Linked DNA regions of Mus musculus: regions 2 and 3 are each linked to region 1. The links are chromatin contacts, called in public Hi-C and HiChIP or PLAC-seq maps. All regions are on one chromosome and are shown on one strand. The core of a region is the stretch at or near the end of the contact, and the rest is flanking DNA. Distances in the headings are between cores, read along the strand shown. Region 1 overlaps Rora (RAR-related orphan receptor alpha). Region 2 overlaps Rora (RAR-related orphan receptor alpha). Region 3 overlaps Rora (RAR-related orphan receptor alpha).

The links. A called contact is a pair of places that touch in the nucleus more often than the background predicts. HiChIP or PLAC-seq counts read pairs in DNA pulled down with a chosen protein or histone mark.
Region 2: a Hi-C map of liver shows a contact between it and region 1, with 1.8 times the contacts expected there. The contact joins two enhancer-like sites. A contact is called at or near these places in 6 of 484 Hi-C or Micro-C datasets (LSK cells, frontal cortex and liver) and 1 of 115 datasets of contacts at active chromatin or transcription factors (kidney).
Region 3: an H3K4me3 HiChIP or PLAC-seq map of the SCID.adh cell line shows a contact between it and region 1, with 14 read pairs. The contact joins two enhancer-like sites. A contact is called at or near these places in 1 of 15 datasets of contacts at CTCF or cohesin (stem cell-derived epiblast-like cells), 27 of 484 Hi-C or Micro-C datasets (CD4 T cells, CD8 T cells, CD8 central memory T cells and 12 more) and 5 of 115 datasets of contacts at active chromatin or transcription factors (CD8 T cells, the SCID.adh cell line, T-cell acute lymphoblastic leukemia and 2 more).

What each region holds. Positions count from the first base shown.
Region 1 is chr9:68,957,833-68,960,532 of GRCm38.p6, reverse strand. All of the region lies in intron 1 of Rora (RAR-related orphan receptor alpha), which reads right to left. Among named protein-coding and RNA genes, the nearest start is that of Gm31262, 140 kb to the right of the region's middle. Within about 2 kb of position 1,407, at least 9 of the 459 cell types and tissues checked have an H3K27ac peak or open chromatin away from gene starts, as enhancers often do. A contact at or near this core is called in the SCID.adh cell line and liver, where this site is marked.
Region 2 is chr9:69,109,198-69,111,897 of GRCm38.p6, reverse strand. All of the region lies in intron 1 of Rora (RAR-related orphan receptor alpha), which reads right to left. Among named protein-coding and RNA genes, the nearest start is that of Gm46153, 200 kb to the left of the region's middle. Within about 2 kb of position 1,362, at least 12 of the 459 cell types and tissues checked have an H3K27ac peak or open chromatin away from gene starts, as enhancers often do. A contact at or near this core is called in liver, where this site is marked.
Region 3 is chr9:69,149,055-69,151,754 of GRCm38.p6, reverse strand. All of the region lies in intron 1 of Rora (RAR-related orphan receptor alpha), which reads right to left. Among named protein-coding and RNA genes, the nearest start is that of Gm46153, 160 kb to the left of the region's middle. Within about 2 kb of position 1,369, at least 16 of the 459 cell types and tissues checked have an H3K27ac peak or open chromatin away from gene starts, as enhancers often do. A contact at or near this core is called in the SCID.adh cell line, where this site is marked.

The DNA.
Region 1 (2,700 bases), core at 158-2,657:
TGCCCAGCTGTCTTTAAAACAACAGCAAGTTCCAAGCTCTGCTCCTGGAGTATCTATTCACTACTGGATGGATGGCACAGCTGGACCAGTCTTGCAGTACACCCTCTGCTCCCAAAGCCATTTACATGGCTGCACCTAAGAACACAGGGCCAATCTAGTCTTTCATCATCACCAGGCAGCTGGTCTGATTTTACTGACAGACAATAGATGGCTGCCTTCCTGTTGTAGTTTCTAGGTTCTTGGTTCTCAGAGGGAAGGCGAAGCTCCTTCATCTCCCCTCCTCTATGTATTCTTTTAAGAGTTTAAATCCCTTGCATGGGGATTAAATAAATCATCCTGCAAAGAGACCGATTTGAAATACAAATATAAGGAAGAGTTGATTCAGGGCAATGGACTCCTTCCCCAATGGGTAAGTAAAAAAGCAAAACACTGCATATTTATTTGGGAAGCCACGTTGGGTAAAGAGGAAGGTTTCGGTTAGCTCTTAGGAAGAAGATCAGAGAAGCAGGGCAGGGGAAACAAGCCTACCAGAAGCCCTGAAAACTGTCCATTATGTTGCTTAAGGTGCAGCCTGGTACACCCCTCTAGACTCCAGAGAGATACTTAGACGATCCATTAAGAGATGTGATTTAAATTTTTCAGTGCAGCTTTCCGGAGGCACAATTTATATATCGGAAAAATCCACATGCATAAATGTACGATTTAATGACTTTTACCAAATGTACAGAGTGAGTGGTCACACCACTGGCAGGATTTAGCACTAGAAACACGTATAATTTGAAGAACTAATACCCAGCAAAGGGCATGCAAGGCTACCTGTCTGTCACCACACTCTTGGACTGTCTGCTTGTTACACAAGGTCCACCAAGCTCTGTCCTGGCTTCTGAGCTAGGGGGAGGAGGTGAGCTTAGAAGCCTACCACCCTGAACTCAGTCAGACTCAAGATGTGAGTCTTGATATAGACCCAGAAGCCCACCACTGACTCTGTAGCCTCCATGTCAACTCTCTGGAAAGTCACTTGGAGCTCCTAGGCCACCTCCAGTTTGTAGAGCCAGGAGAGCCAGTGTGAGGCTAGCCTCCACCCCAGCCTCCTCCATCCACTTCTCTTTGAAAAGTCTGGAGGAAATTGACCAACATCTGGGCATTCCATGCTGGCTGCTGAGTCTCCTTATTGTTCTGTACGTCTTAAAGACAGTCAGCATAGCCCCCACCACCAAAGCTATGTGACAGGGGCTGGGCTGTCCTTTCATCTCAGGGTGCTAAGTAACCCACCTCATCCTGGTCTTGCTGTCAAGAGGAAACCAGAAAAAGCAGCCCTAGTTTAAGGCCAAGGAGAGAACAAAGCCTCCTCCGAGCCTTGTTGACGTTTGTTAACAGCAGCCTGGGTAAAGAATGGGATTTGAGCAAATATTTGCTTGAGTGTAGAACCCGCTGAAACGCTCTGCAGTTACCCTCTAGGGTCAAGTCACAGAGGTAGCATGAGAGTCAACTGGAGTTCTGAGCAGATTGTTAGAGGCACCATGCATGCCAGGCTGTTCTCTCTTCTTAAAATTCACTTTGTCTCATGGTGCCACTTTGTTTCGTGTGTGTTCATGTGTGTGTTCATGTGTGTGTTCATGTGTGTGTTCATGTGTGTGTTCATGTGTGTGTTCATGTGTGTGTTCATGTCGAGGCAGAGGATAGACAAACTCAGGGCAAACGTGTCAGCTTTCCCCCTTTCCTTCCCTGTTGGTTCTTTTGAAACAACTTCTCAAGGTTTTACTAGGTAGCCAAGGCTAGCCTCAAATTTGTAATCCTTCCACCTCCGCTTTCCAAACACTAGCTTTATTGGCCTGCACATCAGACTTAGACAGCAAATTAATATAGAACTTTCCATGGTGATGTAAATTCTCTTTCTGACCAGTGCAATACTGGAGTCTCTAGTCCCTGTGTCCACAGAATACTTTAAATGAGGTTAGTGTGGTTGACGAACCACATTTTAAACTTCACAGGCTTTTAATTACTTTGAATTTAAGTATAAACAGGCTCTCATGGCCGGTGGCTCCTATGAGGGACAGGAGGGGACCTTTGGCTCTAAGAAGCCATGAAAGAAGCAGGGGAACAGGATAGGAGTCTAGGTTATACCAAGGAAAGCTTACATTTCTCAGCCAGTTACTAATTCCGGGGTCAAGCCCAAGACAGCAAGTCACATGAAACCCCAGTTTCTTTCTTCTGACAAACAGAGCTGATAATGGCTCCCTCTCAAATATACTGCAACCATTAAGTGAGCTAAAGCTCATGGTATATTATCTACCATGTACTGAGGGCTCCAGAGATGAAGGCTATTAGAATACCCATGCATTAGCCCTGAAAAGGCTATTTGTTGCTCTGAGTAACCCAGTATTTTGCTCACCAACATATTTACATCTAAAATAGAAGGGAGGGAAGATAGGTTTTTCCATCCACTGGGTGGAGACCAGAGAGGGAGGAGGAGGAGGAGGAGGAACGGAGGACAGGCATTTTTGCTTAGTTGACATTTTTTCCCAAGGCTGTTCCTGAAAGTGTCCTTTGATTGATTGGTTGAAATTACACAACATCTAGACAGATATTCAGATTCTCCTAGATGCCTCTGCACTGTATTAACCCTTTCGGTCCCACGAAAGCTATCTAGCTGGTCAGGGAGTATGTACTACTTGGCTCCCAATTCTCTAGAAGCAAAGG
Region 2 (2,700 bases), core at 113-2,612, 150 kb before region 1:
AGGTATCGACTGTAAGAAGCAAACCGGTGAAGGATGAGCAAGGCCTGTGTGAGATCAACAGGAGAGAGGAAACTGGAGCCCTGTGGGTTTCCACTCCATGACTTCAACAGACACCTTGATTTATTTGGGGGAAACACTAGAGGATCGAAATGAGATCTCACTGTGTGTAGCTCAGGCTGGAACTGAGATTGTCCTACCTCCTTTCCCCAAGTGGTAGGAGGATGGCTGGGTATCCCCCACATCGGGCCCTCACTCCTCGTTACCAGAACTGTGGCTGCAAGCACAAGGGACGGGGCAAACTCCTCAACATTGCTATTTCCTTCCCTCAGTAACTGAGAAAAAATGAAAAGAGAATCAAAGAGAAAACAGGCTGAAGCCGAGGACTGGCTTTCAGGTCATTCTATGCTTCCAAAGAGGAGAAATTTGCCTGTCATGTCTATAATTTAGAAAGCTCTAATGGGTGGCTCCTAATTTATTTATTACTCATAGAAAGTTGTAAACATCCCTCCCTAAACCATCAGGAAATAATCTGGGCAGGAGTCAAGTGCTTCAGACATTTGGCACTTTTAATGGGGCTGTTGTTGGACATAGTTCTGATCTCTGAGTCTAATTTATCTCCTTCCTTACATAGGGTTGTGGGTAAGCTATTCACCTGTGTGGTGTGTGTGTGTGTGTGTGTGTGTGTGTGTGTTAATTCAATTAAGATAGTCAAAAGGCATCTTAGCTTTGTCATCGTCTCCTTTGCAGACTGCCAGCTTAATAGGAGATTCCAAAATTAGTAAAAAAAAAAAAAAAAAAAAAAAATTAAATAAATAAAAAGAAAAAAAAGCCAATTTAACAACAACAAAAAGGGGCATTAGCAGAATATACAAGCTGGAGAGTCAAACAGAATTGTTTGAAATACCTCAGCCTGGTTTCAAAGAGCTTCCTGCCGTCGAGCCCAAACACCCAGACAGGTAGACCGCTGTGAGATATGTAGGCGCTGCCTGCTGCCTGCTCCTTAGATGGTGGGAGCATTTGAAAGCATCAAAGTTTCCCGTATAGATGAGTGTACATTTATCCCCGAGTCTGTGATCTCTGCACTTGCCTATTGTAACTTGCTGTTTAATAGCTTGGCAAACCTTGCCCCTCACAGACTACAGATTCTTCCCCCCCCCCAGCCCCCCTTAAGGATCTGCTTCTCTCCCAGGAGAGTCTCGCTGGGGCTGAGTTTTGAAAAGTTTTCGTTCCTGGGCTTGTGCGAAGATATGGGGTCACTCTTTGAATTCAGCACTGTTGAAAACCTCACTTGCTGGCTTGGCTTTTCCTCACCCTTGGCGTTGGTGATTGGTGTCTGCATGTGGCCAGTTGGTGCCCTCTAACCATGGGGCAGGTGCCAAGAACCAGCCCTGCTAAGAACGAGGAACAACCACAGCCTTGCCCTGTACAGACCCATCACTCCATAAAAACAAGATCAAAGGTCTCCACCTGGCTGCCCACAGACATGGACTGCCTGGACTCTGGCCATGTTCTCAACTTCAGATCACAACTGCAGGGGACACTTCAGACCGAAATTTGTACTGCACATTTCTAATAATCTGAAATCTGGGATCATGTAGCGCTTCCTGTCCTGAGGAGCCTAGTGTACATCAGACCTCCTCCACACTGCAGAGTCCCTTCAATTTGGCTCTCTTGCTACCTCTGTTACCTGCTGGGCCACTGGCTTTTTGAGTCTGTGACCTATGATAAGGACACCTCACACAAAGGCAAATAATGACTGGTAAACTTGGGGGACAGACAGCTGATGTGGCTTCCTGCTGATTTTCAGGACAACACCAGGATAGGATTACAACACCCTGTGTGGCTAGGGAGAAATTGAGGCCCTTGGATTTTCAGTGCCTTACTGCATTCTTGCTGCTTAGGGAGTGAGTGAGCCAGGTATCAAAGCCTGGGCCATCTTTGTTCTTTCTGGCTAGAAATGTGAACACTAGCCAGAACCCACACTGCATCCTCTTGCTTGACCCACTCTAGTCTGGCCATGCTGACTATGCGCCAGGCATTTTGAGTCCTAACTTCCTTCTTTTCTGTTTGTATATTGACCTCCTGTCTACTGAGCTTTCTCCCACAACTTCCCTTCTGTGTCTGAAAGCTCCTCCTCTTGAAAGATTCCACTTACTTGTAAGCCTCTGTGTTAAGACCCCTTCACCCCAAAATCTGACCTCAGAGCTCCCAGAGTCTATTTCTGTAACCCATTCATAGGAAAAGGCATCCCACACAGCCACTGTCAGTTCCTTAAGGGCAGACTCTGCCTCAGGTGTCCCCTCAAGCCTGGTTCTAGTCCTGACAGGCAGGCAATAGTCATTGCAGGGTGGGCTACTAGGTGGAAGAACCTGAACTACACTCATGTCAGGATGTCCTTGAGTTGGAGGACTGAACATAAATCCCACCAGTGTCACCACTGGGTTCCTCCTACCAGGAATGCAGCTCACTTATCCAGCATGACTTCTGATAAATGAGAGCTTGTCACTGAGTCTTCTTTTAGCAGAAGGCATCACAGTCTTAAGTTCTTCAAGGAGCTTCAGATTTGAAACCCATCAGTCAGGTACTGTGGCACCCACCTATAATCCCAGCTCACGGAAGGTAGAGGCAGGGGGATTCGGTGTTCACGATCATCCGCAGCAACATAGTGAGTTCAAACCTAGCCTTGGATACATGAGACTC
Region 3 (2,700 bases), core at 120-2,619, 190 kb before region 1:
CACGCGCGCACCCATGTGCAGATTCCTGAAGGAGTGCATATCTAGGACAGAGGAGGTCACCAAGTGTCTGTCTGGCTCTATCGCTTTTGGCCTACTTCCCTTCAGACAGGGTCTCTCAGATATCCTGGAGATCAAAGCTTTTGGGTTTGCTGGGCTGGTCAGGAAGTTCCAGGGATCCTCCTGACTCCACCCTTCACAGTTCTGGGTACACAGGCACAAGTGACAATACATGACTGTTACATAGTTGCTGGGTATCCAAACTCAGGTCTCCCTGCTTATGTGTGCAAGTGCTCTTACCTGCTGAGCCATTCCTATAAGCTGTTCACTCCTAGTCTCAAGCAGGAACATTGGCCAGAAGGACCACCCCTTCCCACTTTAGGCTCCTCAGAAGGGTGTAAAGTGAGAGGTGGGATCAGGAGGCTAATATACAAAAGGGCGCAGCCCTAAGTGGGAGGGAAAGGTGGATGTTTACATTTCTGCTTCTCTTGGGACTGTTAAAAAAAAAAGGAAGGTAACTGTTTCTAAGCAGGGTCACTGTTGACTAGTTTTAAGCACCTACTGTGTTACAGGAGAGTCTGCCACATCTCAGAATAGAATGGGGCAAGTTCATACTGCTCAGCCTTCCACTGAGAGGAAAGTTGGCTGAGGGAGGAGGACTGGATTATCCTTCATTCCTGCCAGCGAGTCAGCAGCCCATCCTCTCTTCAAAGCCCAGGCCTAGACAGGCCCTCAGTCTTGCTTAGGACAGGGCCCAGCCTGAATCCTCCTCTGCAGGTGTCTCCCTTGGGGCTGTGGATGCCCCACTGTGACTGGGGGTGGGGTGGGGAGGGAGAGCCTCTGGTGTTCAGGGAGACGAAAAACAGTCTTTGGGCAAGCAGGGGGTTAATAGCTCATAAAATAAAACTCTTTAACACAAAAATGTTATTTTAATTGTATTACATTGAGGAGCCCTGAGGGTCGTGGGGTAGATAATCAAAAAGGACAAGGAGGAAATTAAAAAAGGGAAGAAGGCAATCAGAAAGGCCATTTAGGAGAGCCCCTTAATCCTCCATAGAAAGAACACTAATTATACCACAGAACCTCCTTATAATTAACCCTGATATAAAGTGCTTTTTCTGAGCAGTAATAACTTCCATATTCGCAATCGATTTGATCGCAAACTCACAAACAGCAGCTCTCACAGGTTGGCCCAGGGTTCCCTTCGCCAACCAGCCTGGAGATCACCCCATCGTCCACTGGCACAAAGACAAACGGGGCTGCCCTCTGCTAACTCCAAGGCTCTGCCGCACAGCACTTGCCTGCCTCTTTTAACTTCATCGCTCCCTTGGCAGGGAGAGCGAGCGTGCAACTCTACCACCCTCGTGCCTCCCTCTCCTGCCTCGTGACCACTTCCCTCTGCAGCTTCAGCCTTTCCTGGGAGCTTGAGAGATGCCTGTGTAGCAAACCCCACTGAACACCCAGATGCAGACAACCAGGTTCATATCCGTTCAAAATAAGAGCCCCACATCCTTCTGGTGGACAACCGATCCTGTCTGAACCCAAGCTTCTCAACTGTCAACTAGAAAACTTCAGGCACAAAACAAACCAACTAGAGGATGTAGACAGTAATGGATCCCGGCGTCCAGAACCTCGCTGCGGAGAAACCATGAAAGTAAAGTCACAGGGAACCAGTGAGCGCTGAGAAGGGGCTAGGACAGACTGTTAGTGACTTTTTCTTCTTTCTTTTTCAATGGCCTGAGAGTGAAAACAATCCATCCCCGTCCTCACATGAACCTGCAGTTACTCTTATCCCACCTGTAAGAAAAAGAAGCTGCATCTCTGATCCCATGAGATCCCCCGGGGAGATAGTCTCAATGCGGCCCCTGCCTGCCAAGTGTAACTCTAGGAGAGGCACAGGTCATTGGTGACATTCAAGGTGGGTGTGCCCTGGGGGGGGGGGATCTGTCCCACAAGCCTGCACTCTTAGACCTGGGGTTGCCCTCTCTCTACAATTTCTCGACTTTGAAAGGACAGCCGATTCACAGTGGCCCCTTCTCCTCCTGCTTCACTTGGAGATGGGGGGAGCCAAGCTGATCACCCAGCCAGTGTTTTTCCTCTGTATCACAAGAGCAAACGCCAAAGGAATTTTTCCATTTTCTCTTGCTCGCTATTGGAACCCAGACCTCATTTCTATGTCCCATCTGGGTGATTATTATTCTTATTTTATGGAGAACATAGCAAGATACGAAGATGCTGCTTCTTCTTCTCCTTCTTTTTTTTTTTTTTTTTTAACTTTTAAAACCAGAATCTGTAGTACAAAGACAGATATGCTGTTTCATTCAGTAACATGGGTTAAGGATTGGCAGTGTGCCTACCCACCTTGGACCTTTACTGCTCTGGCTCTTTTAAGGTCCAGATCGTTCTTGCTAAAGGATCTATTCGTTTGAACAGAGCTTTGTATCTCATCAATACACACAAACACAGGATGTTGGTTCATCTCCGCACTTTAAAATATCACTGCTAAAATATAGACACACGATGTATTTATAACTATAATTTGCTAAGAGAACATTAAAAAAAATCTGCAGTAACTCTTGTAATTCATTCATTGGCTTTACCATATGTGAAGCACTATATGTGTTCGCCCCCCTAGAGAGGAGGCTGGAGCAGACCCTGCCCTCAAGAAACGCAGAGACTGACCACGATGTGTAATCAGACTGC